Linked DNA regions of Mus musculus: all the other regions are linked to region 2. A link is a contact called in public promoter capture Hi-C data. All regions are on one chromosome and are shown on one strand. The core of a region is the stretch at or near the end of the contact, and the rest is flanking DNA. Distances in the headings are between cores, read along the strand shown. Region 1 overlaps Fam135b (family with sequence similarity 135, member B). Region 2 holds the start of Fam135b (family with sequence similarity 135, member B). Region 3 overlaps Fam135b (family with sequence similarity 135, member B).

Evidence for each region. Promoter capture Hi-C pulls out the DNA fragments that hold promoters and counts their contacts.
Region 1: a promoter capture Hi-C map of hippocampal neurons shows a contact between it and region 2, with 4 times the contacts expected there. The contact joins the enhancer-like site here to the promoter of Fam135b in region 2. A contact is called at or near these places in 1 of 39 promoter capture datasets (hippocampal neurons), 1 of 15 datasets of contacts at CTCF or cohesin (the NIH/3T3 cell line), 5 of 484 Hi-C or Micro-C datasets (the N1E-115 cell line, cortical neurons, forebrain and 1 more) and 3 of 9 other capture datasets (adipose tissue, liver and pancreatic islet).
Region 3: a contact with region 2 is called in a promoter capture Hi-C map of hippocampal neurons, with 7 times the contacts expected there. The contact joins the enhancer-like site here to the promoter of Fam135b in region 2. A contact is called at or near these places in 1 of 39 promoter capture datasets (hippocampal neurons), 2 of 484 Hi-C or Micro-C datasets (cerebral cortex and cortical neurons), 1 of 115 datasets of contacts at active chromatin or transcription factors (SST interneurons) and 1 of 9 other capture datasets (pancreatic islet).

The regions. Positions count from the first base shown.
Region 1 is chr15:71,540,513-71,543,842 of GRCm38.p6, reverse strand. All of the region lies in intron 3 of Fam135b (family with sequence similarity 135, member B), which reads left to right. Among named protein-coding and RNA genes, the nearest start is that of Fam135b, 190 kb to the left of the region's middle. Within about 2 kb of position 1,377, at least 21 of the 459 cell types and tissues checked have an H3K27ac peak or open chromatin away from gene starts, as enhancers often do. A contact at or near this core is called in cortical neurons, hippocampal neurons and pancreatic islet, where this site is marked.
Region 2 is chr15:71,726,029-71,729,160 of GRCm38.p6, reverse strand. It overlaps Fam135b (family with sequence similarity 135, member B), which reads left to right and starts at 1,323. Exons shown (of 20, transcript NM_177819.3): 1 at 1,323-1,492.
Region 3 is chr15:71,515,728-71,518,809 of GRCm38.p6, reverse strand. The region is part of intron 7 of Fam135b (family with sequence similarity 135, member B); the gene reads left to right. Among named protein-coding and RNA genes, the nearest start is that of Fam135b, 210 kb to the left of the region's middle. Within about 2 kb of position 1,704, at least 18 of the 459 cell types and tissues checked have an H3K27ac peak or open chromatin away from gene starts, as enhancers often do. A contact at or near this core is called in cortical neurons and hippocampal neurons, where this site is marked.

The DNA.
Region 1 (3,330 bases), core at 128-2,627, 190 kb after region 2:
TTTCTTCGTGTCATTGAAACTTTAATATGTGGCAGGAACACTTCACATGAGGGCTGCTTTGTTTTGGTTTTAGAGCACTTTAGTCCACATATTGGAGAAGCAGGTCTAGAAGCTTAGTTCTTCATAGTCTTGAAGAAGGTTAGAGAAATAGGAAGATACAAACCCCTGCGTTGATCCCTCAAATTTCTGCATTGAAGTGGGAGCCCAGTAAGTGGACACTGTCAAACATTTAGCTGTTCCCAAAGACTTGTGACTGCTTCTCAGAGCTAAGGTAGGAAGTGTGGGTGTTGAAAACAAGAAGGGTTCCAGAGTGGACAGTGTGAGCAATAGGAACTCTTCCGTTCCGTGCCCATTTGTCCAATGGAAAAATAATGATCTGGCTCAGCCAAGGATAGGGCTGAGTAATGTGACCTCAAAATCTGGACCACTGTGTTCCTTACATACTGTGTCAGGTCCCTAAGACATCTAAGCTGACAAGAAAGGCTGAGGGTATCAAAAACTCAGAGAAGTCTAGCCCTAGAGTCTACATTCAGAGCAACAACATAGCAAAAGTGTCATTTAGCACCCTGTGTAAGTAGAGAGAATCAATGCTGGTGGCCTCTCCACTGTTCTGAAGGTCAAGTGGCTAAGGACACCTTGTAATTTAGAACAACATGGAAAGTTGAGATGAAGCCATACTTGCAGGCATGGGACAATGAGGCAGAGTGACCTTGATTTGGGAATACCTTCCTGGTTTTTAACAGGGGTGAAATGTTCAGCAGTGGCAGCAGGTGGGGACAATTGTAATAATTGATGCCTATCACTTTCTGTATCTCTCATTACTATAGCCAAATTCTACCCTCTCTCCCCTGACCCGGGGTCTTCAGGTTTCCTGGAACTCATAAATAAAGGATTTGTGCCTAGCTGGATGATAGGATATAAGACTCTGCTCATTGCCATGCGTGGCATGCATTATAATGAACAATACTATATGTAATGTCATATCTTTTTTATCATTTTCACTCTGTACTATTCAACAGAGCTGGGTATATATACTGTTTCTCAAGATGGGAGGGGCAATTGAGGAAAAATGAGGCCCTGGAGGAGAGGCTGTATAAATACAGTGATGGGCCAGCTCATCCAAGGCTTGGGTTGGGCAGGACTATGTTCAGTCACTACAGGTAACCTTTAGGGTACTGATAGCCACACAATCCTGATCCAGCCTGTTCAGCAGTAGTTGTGGGAACTCTGGCTATTTGTGTAATAATCCATGATTCTTTGTTGGATTCTGTGACCTATGCCAAAGTCACCATGAACTAGAGAGCCACATTGTACTCCTTACAACAATCATGATCAGGCAGGGACACTGCAGCACTTACCAATGTTTGATTAGCTGCAATTGCAGCTAAACTTAGTTCTCCTTGGGAAGCATATGGCTGTGACAGATGGTCCAGGAAGGCCCAAATCACATAAGCAGGCTCTTTGTTTCACATTTGCTGAGTTTCCTGATGACTTATTAACAGGAATGCTTCTCTCTCTCTCTCTCTCCCTCCCTCTCTCTCTCTCTCTGTGTGTGTGTGCATGCATGTGTGTGTGTATGTGCACACATGTGTTTGTGTATATGTGCATGTGTGTATGTGTGTGTGTATTCAGGATTAGAAGTTAGAATTGTAGTTATTTCATCCTCAGAGAGTCCCACGCTGTGGTTTTAGGCATATTTCATACCTATTGTATTGTTTACAAAGGATCATGTATTGATGTGGGGTGTAGGTCAGCATGACAACTTAGCTAGAAAGAGAGATAGCATCATCAAGCTAGCTTCTCCATTTGACACTTAGCTCACTACCACGCATGTGGTAAAACACAGTGGAAGGGTCTGCCTTAGAGTAGGCTTATGCTCTATCCTTGACAAAGGTCAAGCTTGATAAAAGGTCAAACATACAAAACATCCTCCTCCATTCCTGCTCAGGAGGAGGTGAGCTACAGTTCTTATCTCACAAATTAAATATGTATTAACTCTCAGAGCTACCTCCGATTCCCCAGAGAAGAGAGTACAGTCCATAAAGTAGAAATAAATGGGTCAAGGAACTGTAGTCTGGCACACTGAGGTGTAAGGGGTTGTTGAAGAAGCCAAGGGGGCCTAAATGGAAGGAGGGAGACAACATGAACTTAAATGCTTTCTGTTCCAGAATGATGAAGAGTATGTGCATGTATTATGTGTATGTGTGTGTGTGTGTGTGGGGGGGGGGGTGATGACACTGACTGCTGTGCAGAGCTGAAATATCCCTAGTGTTGTTTGTGCCTGGGAAGGAACTAAAGATGAGTGATTTAAAATTTTTCCCAAGAGTCCTTCCTCCAGGTGTAATTAGAGAACTTTTCTGTGCTCCATCTGAGTAAAGCCCTCTGTGAATTTGTTCTTCTTTCTTTTCAGTATAAACAAATGAACAAATAAACAAAAAAACCTAAGATCTCTATCATAACATGCCCATTCTCCCATGATAGTTCTATTGGTAACATTTTACCATGTTTATAACCACACCATTTGCTAATTTCCACACCATTACCATGTTTATAACCACACCATTTGCTAATTTCATCAAATAGCATGTCTGTTCAACCATTTTGGCTCTCCATCACATGTTATACCCCACACAAGCACTTTCATAGACCCATCCTGAGATGGTGGTACTCTCCCGGTCACAGTTCATGGCTGAGAAAAACTGAGGCTTGGAGTAGAAGAGGCTTAATGCATATGTACACACTATATAGACCCCAGTGCCAAGAGCAAACCCACATTTTTCAACTCAAGTCTGTGCTTTAAAAAAACAAAAGGTATAAGACTATTCACTGGACTCCATTGCTGAAATGCAAATTGAAATACTTGAGACTGCTCAGCAATGGGAACAAATTTGGAAAGCCCAGCTGGTGGGCTGGTGGGCTGGTGGGGGACTAGAGTGTGCTACAGGCTTCATGCTAGCCTTTTACCTTTGTGAGTACAAAACTGTGCATATTATTGACCAATAAAGTGTTATCAAGTGCTGAACTGACTGGGCTCAATCTAATAGGCAGGTCATTGTGGCTTATAATTAAGTAATTAAACCCACTCAGTGTTGATGGGAGAATACTCCCTTGCAAATTGCAGCAACAGCTCTTGCTTATTGCCAGATGTTTAAACCGTGTCTTAATTTGGCTCTTGGGTTTAGTTGCCCTCTTGTAAGAATGAATTTGTGCCAGAATGTAGAACCTGCTTTCCAAATTGAAGTTTCCTTGCAGAGTAAGTTAGGAGTGAGAAACTCTTAGCATTAGAACCAATGGGCCAAACATTCAAGCACATGTGTCTATGGAAACCAT
Region 2 (3,132 bases), core at 74-2,573:
GGCTCCTCCAGTCCAAGCTCTTGTCTCACCTTCCCTAGTGCCCTCCGTTCTAGTCACTCTGGGTGTTCCCTGTGGATAAAAGGACAAAATAAAATCAAACGGTCCTGTTTATCTAGTTTGGGGCGGGGGTGGGGTGGGGGTGCCTGCCCCTTTCATGTGGGAATATTCTTCCCCATTCATTACCATCACCTCTGGCTATACTTGCACCTTCTTCCAAGTGTCTTTCCTTCACCCCATGTGAACTACTGCAGCCTAGTCTAATAGACAGAACACTCAGCTTCCAAATTCTAGCACTGGTTCCACTTTTAAGGCTGCTCTGTCACCTGTAACAAGTAGGACACAAGAACTTCTTGACACTGTCATAGTGAGATGATGTATTCCCAAGCAAACTGCCCGCTGAAGAATGGCTAGTAGATGTGAGTTGCCTTATGTTTTCTCATTGTTGTCATTTTTTTCCCATGGATCAAGTTGGCATACCTCTGAACCCTTAGTGTTTAGCATGAAGAACATCTGTAAATGATGAATGGGCTGTTGCTCAATGACCATTGCACATTTAGTAGTGGTAGTATGGGTCACTTCCAGCTTTCAGACTACTTATTTATTTAGGTGTGTACTTGTTGCATCACCAACTTCTCCCAAGTTTAATACCTCTCTCCCCTGGGGTCTGAAAGAAACCTTTCCTTCTAACTGCATCGCTATCTTGGCTCTGGAGGACAATCTCCGCGCGGAGACTGAGCATGCTCCTGGCCAGGTTGGGCTGGTTGAGGACAGACTTCTTTGGCCCAGCATCTTGCGCCCTCCACAGGCCGGGCGGGCTGGCAGGAGAGCCTATGAGCGGGCGGGGTTTGGCCGCAGGGCAGCCTGGCGCGCCTAGACTCTTCTGGCGGACAGAGGTGGGGGACGCTAGCGGCGCCTCCCAGCTAGTCGCGCAATCTACCGCGGTGCACCGAGGCTGCAGGGGCAGAGCTGAGCGGCAGGGAGGGCTTTCTAGGCCTTGAGCGCGCTCTCTGTGTTGTTGTAGTCTGGCCTTAGGTTCTGGCGTGGGAAGGAGAGCAAGGGCGCTGGAGGAGAGACCCAGCCACGGCCCAAGTAGAGGCTCCCAGTCTTCTCCTAGGCGGGGGAAGAATTCCCTTAACCACATTCACAACCTTGCCTCGGGCACCTTAGCTCGGGCTGCCAGGAGGCCGCGGTGGCCGGGCAGCTGTTGCACCAAGAGGGGGCAGCTGCGGAGTTCCATAACCATAGCAACCGCATCAGCACCACGGCGGCAGTGGCGGCGGCGGCGGCGGTGAGGGCAGCATCCGCTTGCTCCTCCTCCAGTCAGCCTCTCGGTAGAGACCTGAGACAGCTCGCAGGTGCCGCCACCGACTCCTTGGTCCGCCCACAGTCGCTGCCGGTGTTGGCTGCTGGAGAAGGAGACCAGAAGAGAGCGGGACCAGAGCTGGAACAGGGCCCTAGGAGGTGAGAGAGAGAGCCCTGCAGTGGGAGACAGGTAGGTGAGAACGCTGTGGGGGTCACCAGCTGTAAAACTCTTTCTGTGGCAGTGACGTTTCTGGAAGCGTGGTTGCTAGTTGGATGGCTTTCTATTACTGAGTAGAGATTCTTCCGCGATTTTTTTAAAAAATATATCTTTCTCTATTTTCCCCTCAGATATCTCTGCCCTCTGATCTTGCCCCACTTCTGGGCAAAGCTTAGAGACAAGAAGGACCATTAAATGTGATTGTGTGAATGTGGTGGTCCTAAGGGGCTTATTTAGACCTGTTCAGGTCCTCTGAGCCACTGAACCCAGGACAGGCTCAAAAGAAGACCTTGTGGAGGTGGAGGGGCTATGGTCTCTGTTCTATGTGGGGCAAAGCTGACTCAGAGACCATCTCTTTGGAGGGTGGAGAGCACCGTAGTTCATCTGTGGCATGGAAAGGGGCTATAACACACAGTAGCTCTTTATATGTATAGCAGTCTTTAAAAAACAACCACTGCAGGGGGTGTTTAGACCAGGTAGTAGTAACTCTTAAGGTTTGGGGTATGCCCAGAGTTTACTATTCTATAGATAAGATGTTTTGGTCATTGGGGGATTGGATGTTAACAGAAATAAAATTTTAACCAGAATGGAGATAAGAACACCACCCCCATTCTCTTCACCTACTTTTTCCTCCCTCTCTGATGCCAGCAAAACAAACACTGTATGGTGTTAGAGACACCCTCTGTCTGGCCCTTGGCTACTAAAGAACTATCCTACTTTCAGACAGATGGGGAAGAGAACTCCACTTCAATCCCTCATATAATCTAGGAGGGCAATCTTTTCCACTGGGCTCCAAAGCTCTTAATGTTAAATTTGTTTTAAACCCTGGGTGCACCTGATGTATGACGGACTGTTATCTGCATCTTTGGGCTATAGTGAGGGCTGGAGATTGGCACATGATTTAATCCAGTTCTGCTGGGAGAAGAACACCAGAAGACCCGAGGAGAGGGAGGTGCGTTAGCTGAGTAATTTGATTCAAAAGCTTTTCATAGACTTTAGCAGATTTCTGAAGAATTTCCAGGATGGATAGCCACTGCCTGTGAAAGGATTCTCCTTTTATATCTTAGCCCCAGGGGACTGTGGTAAGTCCCAGTTAAAAGGGTATGTTCTTTAATTGGGCTTTTAATTTATGATGTAGTTATGTTACCCAAGAGGATGTGATCTAGCCAGCATTTCATCTGGGGATTTATACCACAGCGAGGACAATATATTATAGCAAAATGCTATACTGTAGTGTAGAGGAAAGAGGGCAAGATTCTGGAGTCAGAAACAAACAGGTCTGAACTCTGGTTTCATCATACCTGTTGTATGACCTTGAATTGCTCCTGTCTTGTTGGGATGTTTTTTTCTCTATAGAATGTGATTCTAGCAACCCTTAGAGTTTGCTAAGCTCTCATAACAATAAAATTTAATGGCAGAGGATGCAAATGTGGTGGGATTTTAAAGTCTTATGTATGACTAATGCAATTTTAAGAAAGTCATTTTCTAAAGGAAAAAAAATCTCAGATTAACAAGGCATTTCACAGGTATCACCTATGGAAAGAGTGGAACTCTTAGTCAGTGAGTTGTGACTGGGATATTGTCTTGTTCCAGAGATACCTGGGCAATATAAA
Region 3 (3,082 bases), core at 455-2,954, 210 kb after region 2:
GTTCAGGATACACAGTAAACCACTCACCTTCCTTTTCTGGATTTTTTTCCTCATTTGAAATCTAGCCAGGAGATTTGGCTGCAAATGTCACATCTGTATATAGGTTAGGCTGCTGTGTCACATGTTTCCTGAGGACCTCAAAGGGGGATAACCACAATCCTCCTGGAAAGATGGGAAACTGAGTCCATGGTAGGGCTTGGTCTCATGTGTGAGCTGGCTTTAGAAAACAGTAAGGACAGAATGAATACATGCCCTCAGTACCTGTGACACTTACCAAGCTTCCCGGAAGCTGGTATGCTTATCTCCCACAGAGGAACCTCGAATGAGTGAGGGGGAGAGAGAAAGCCAAGAGTCTGCCAGCATAACATGGGTGTCTCACTTACCCACTATGCATTGCTAAATTCATGTTTCAGCATTCGGGTGGGCAGGATAGAAGGCTGTTCACCCTCCTACAGTAGCTGTGTGGTGTGCCTGAAAGTCATCTGCTAATTTTTTTTGCTACTGAGACATTGGCAGCTGATTCCCACATTGGAGCAATCACTTGGTCCATCTTATCATCACCATTCAACTTCACTTGTGCCAAGATCTGCCTCTCTCACAGCACTGTGTGGTAGCTTTAAGAGTCTCCCTGATAGACCTACTACCTAAAAACCTTTAGCTCAGACTCCTCCTCAGCGAATATGGCCAGAGATATTGGTAATTGGCAGCATTCATAGCCTGGCTCAAAACATTTACAGCAGGTGCCTTACATGCTGAGGTCCTTAGCTGATGCCACTGAAGGGTGTGAAAGGGTCTTGATGCTCCATCAACTTGGGAGATGCTCTGGTGCTCAGATTATTTGCATCAGCCAGGACCATTTGTACTAGCACCACTGAGATGTCATCTCTGATTTCTCAAATGCTCTAAGTATCTCTGGCTCTCCTGTGCAGGAGCTTTGACTGACTTAAAGTAGGAAACATCTCATTTAGCTTCTAGCACCTAACAAGTTACCTACCCTATAAAACCAGTGTTCAAGCAATATGTGCTGAATGGATGGTTGGCACAACTGTGTGCATCATGCTGGTAGAGACTGAATAGCTAGAGATGCAGGAGAGAGGTTAGTCATGGTAGTAGAGAGAAAGTAAGGGAGAGAGCCATAATGTGATGGGCCATATTGGGAGACTGCAAAGACCCTAGTCCGTCCAGCACAGGACAGAATTATGAACACCGTAGAGCACTCTGACCCACTGGCCTGTCACACACGACCTAGTACACTGCCTGATGCTGTGATGGGTCCTTACAATGTAGGCAAATTGGTGCTGATAGAAACTCAGTTTACACAGTTATGAAATGGGAACTGTCTTTGAGGAAGATCTCAGAGGTTTCTATGCATCGATACTTTATAGATCAGGACTTAACAGGCAGATGATAAAGTATGGTGGGGCTTGTTTGCTTGTTTGCTTTCTGTTTTTTATTGGCTGTTTCTGGGGCTCTGTGTCAAATTAAATGTGACTGTCTTTCATATGTTCAGAGAGAAAGGCTGATTTGTGAGTCTTGGCACCAAGCTTGCTCCCAAAACTTGGCTCAGTAAGTTGTTTTCAGGGTTTGGTTCTTTTTCTGTGTGTTTTCCACTTGGGTCCCATCCAATTATGTGGAGTCAGTGCTGTGTGCCCACCCTGTACCTTCCCACCAGGCAAGGCTGCCAAGCCAAGAATCCAATCTTAGTTCTACATACCCTTGGGGGCTTTGCATGCAAATCTTAAGAAGCCCATAGCATTAGCAGATAGAACTGGAATCCTCATGGTTGGATGCAGCAGAGAACATGTGCTCCTCCCAGTAAGCCCTTCCTGGCAGAGGCCTGTGAAAACACAGAGACTGGTGGCAAAATGAGCTTTTTGGAACATACAGCATACCAGGAAGGTAAGAGATGATGATTCAGTTGGGTCTGCCCCATTTCTCAGATCCCTATGTCCTGTGTCTCCATTTCCTCCAGTGGCAACTTTGAAATTTGACCTTTGCATTTAGAGCTGTGGCCTGAGGTTTTGTGTGTCTTCCTGTTACAAATGATATAAGCAGTAGAGAGGTTATTCAACCTTTTTAAGATGACATTCTTCTTGGGGGTGGTTCTGCTAGCAAAGCCTCACTGGATTCTTTTTTTTTAAATTTTTTATTAGATATTTTCTTCATTTACATTTCAAATGCTATCCCAAAAGTCCCCTATACCATCCCCACTCCCCGCCCTGCTTCCCTACCCACCCACTCCCACTTCTTGGCCCTGGTGCTCCCCTGTACTGGGGCATATAAAGTTTGCAATACCAAGGGGCCTCTCTTTCCAATGATGGCTGACTAGACCATCTTCTGCTACATATGCAGCTAGAGACACAAGCTCTGGGGTACTGGTTAGTTCATATTGTTGTTCCACCTATAGGGTTGCAGACCCCTTCAGCTCCTTGGGTACTTTCTCTAGCTCCTCCATTTGGGGGCCCTGTGTTCCATCCAATAGATGACTGTGGGCATCCACTTCTGTATTTGCCAAGCACTGGTATAGCCTCACATGAGACAGCTATAACAGGGTCCTTTTAGCAAAATCTTGCTGGCCTATGCAATAGTGTCTGCGTTTGGTGGCTGATTATGGGATAGATCCCCTGGTGGGACAGTCTCTGAATGGTCCATCCTTTCCTCTCAGCTCCAAACTTTGTCTCTGTAACTCCTTCCATGGGTGTTTTGTTCCCAATTCTAAGAAGAGGTGAAGTGTCCACACTTTGGTCTTCCTTCTTCTGAGTTTCATGTGTTTTGCAAATTGTATCTTGGGAATTCCAAGTTTCTGGGCTAATATCCACTTATCAGTGAGTGCATATCATGTGAGTTCTTTTGTGATTGGGTTACCTCACTCAGGATGAGTTCTTTGGTGATTGGGTTACCTACCCTCCAGATCCATCCATTTGCATAAGAATTTCATAAATTCATTGTTTTTAATAGCTGAGTAGTACTCCATTGTGTAAATGTACGATATTTTCTGTATCCATTCCTCTGTTGAGGGACATTTCGGTTCTTTCCAGCTTCTGGCTATTATAAACAAGGCTGCTATGAACATAGTGGAGCA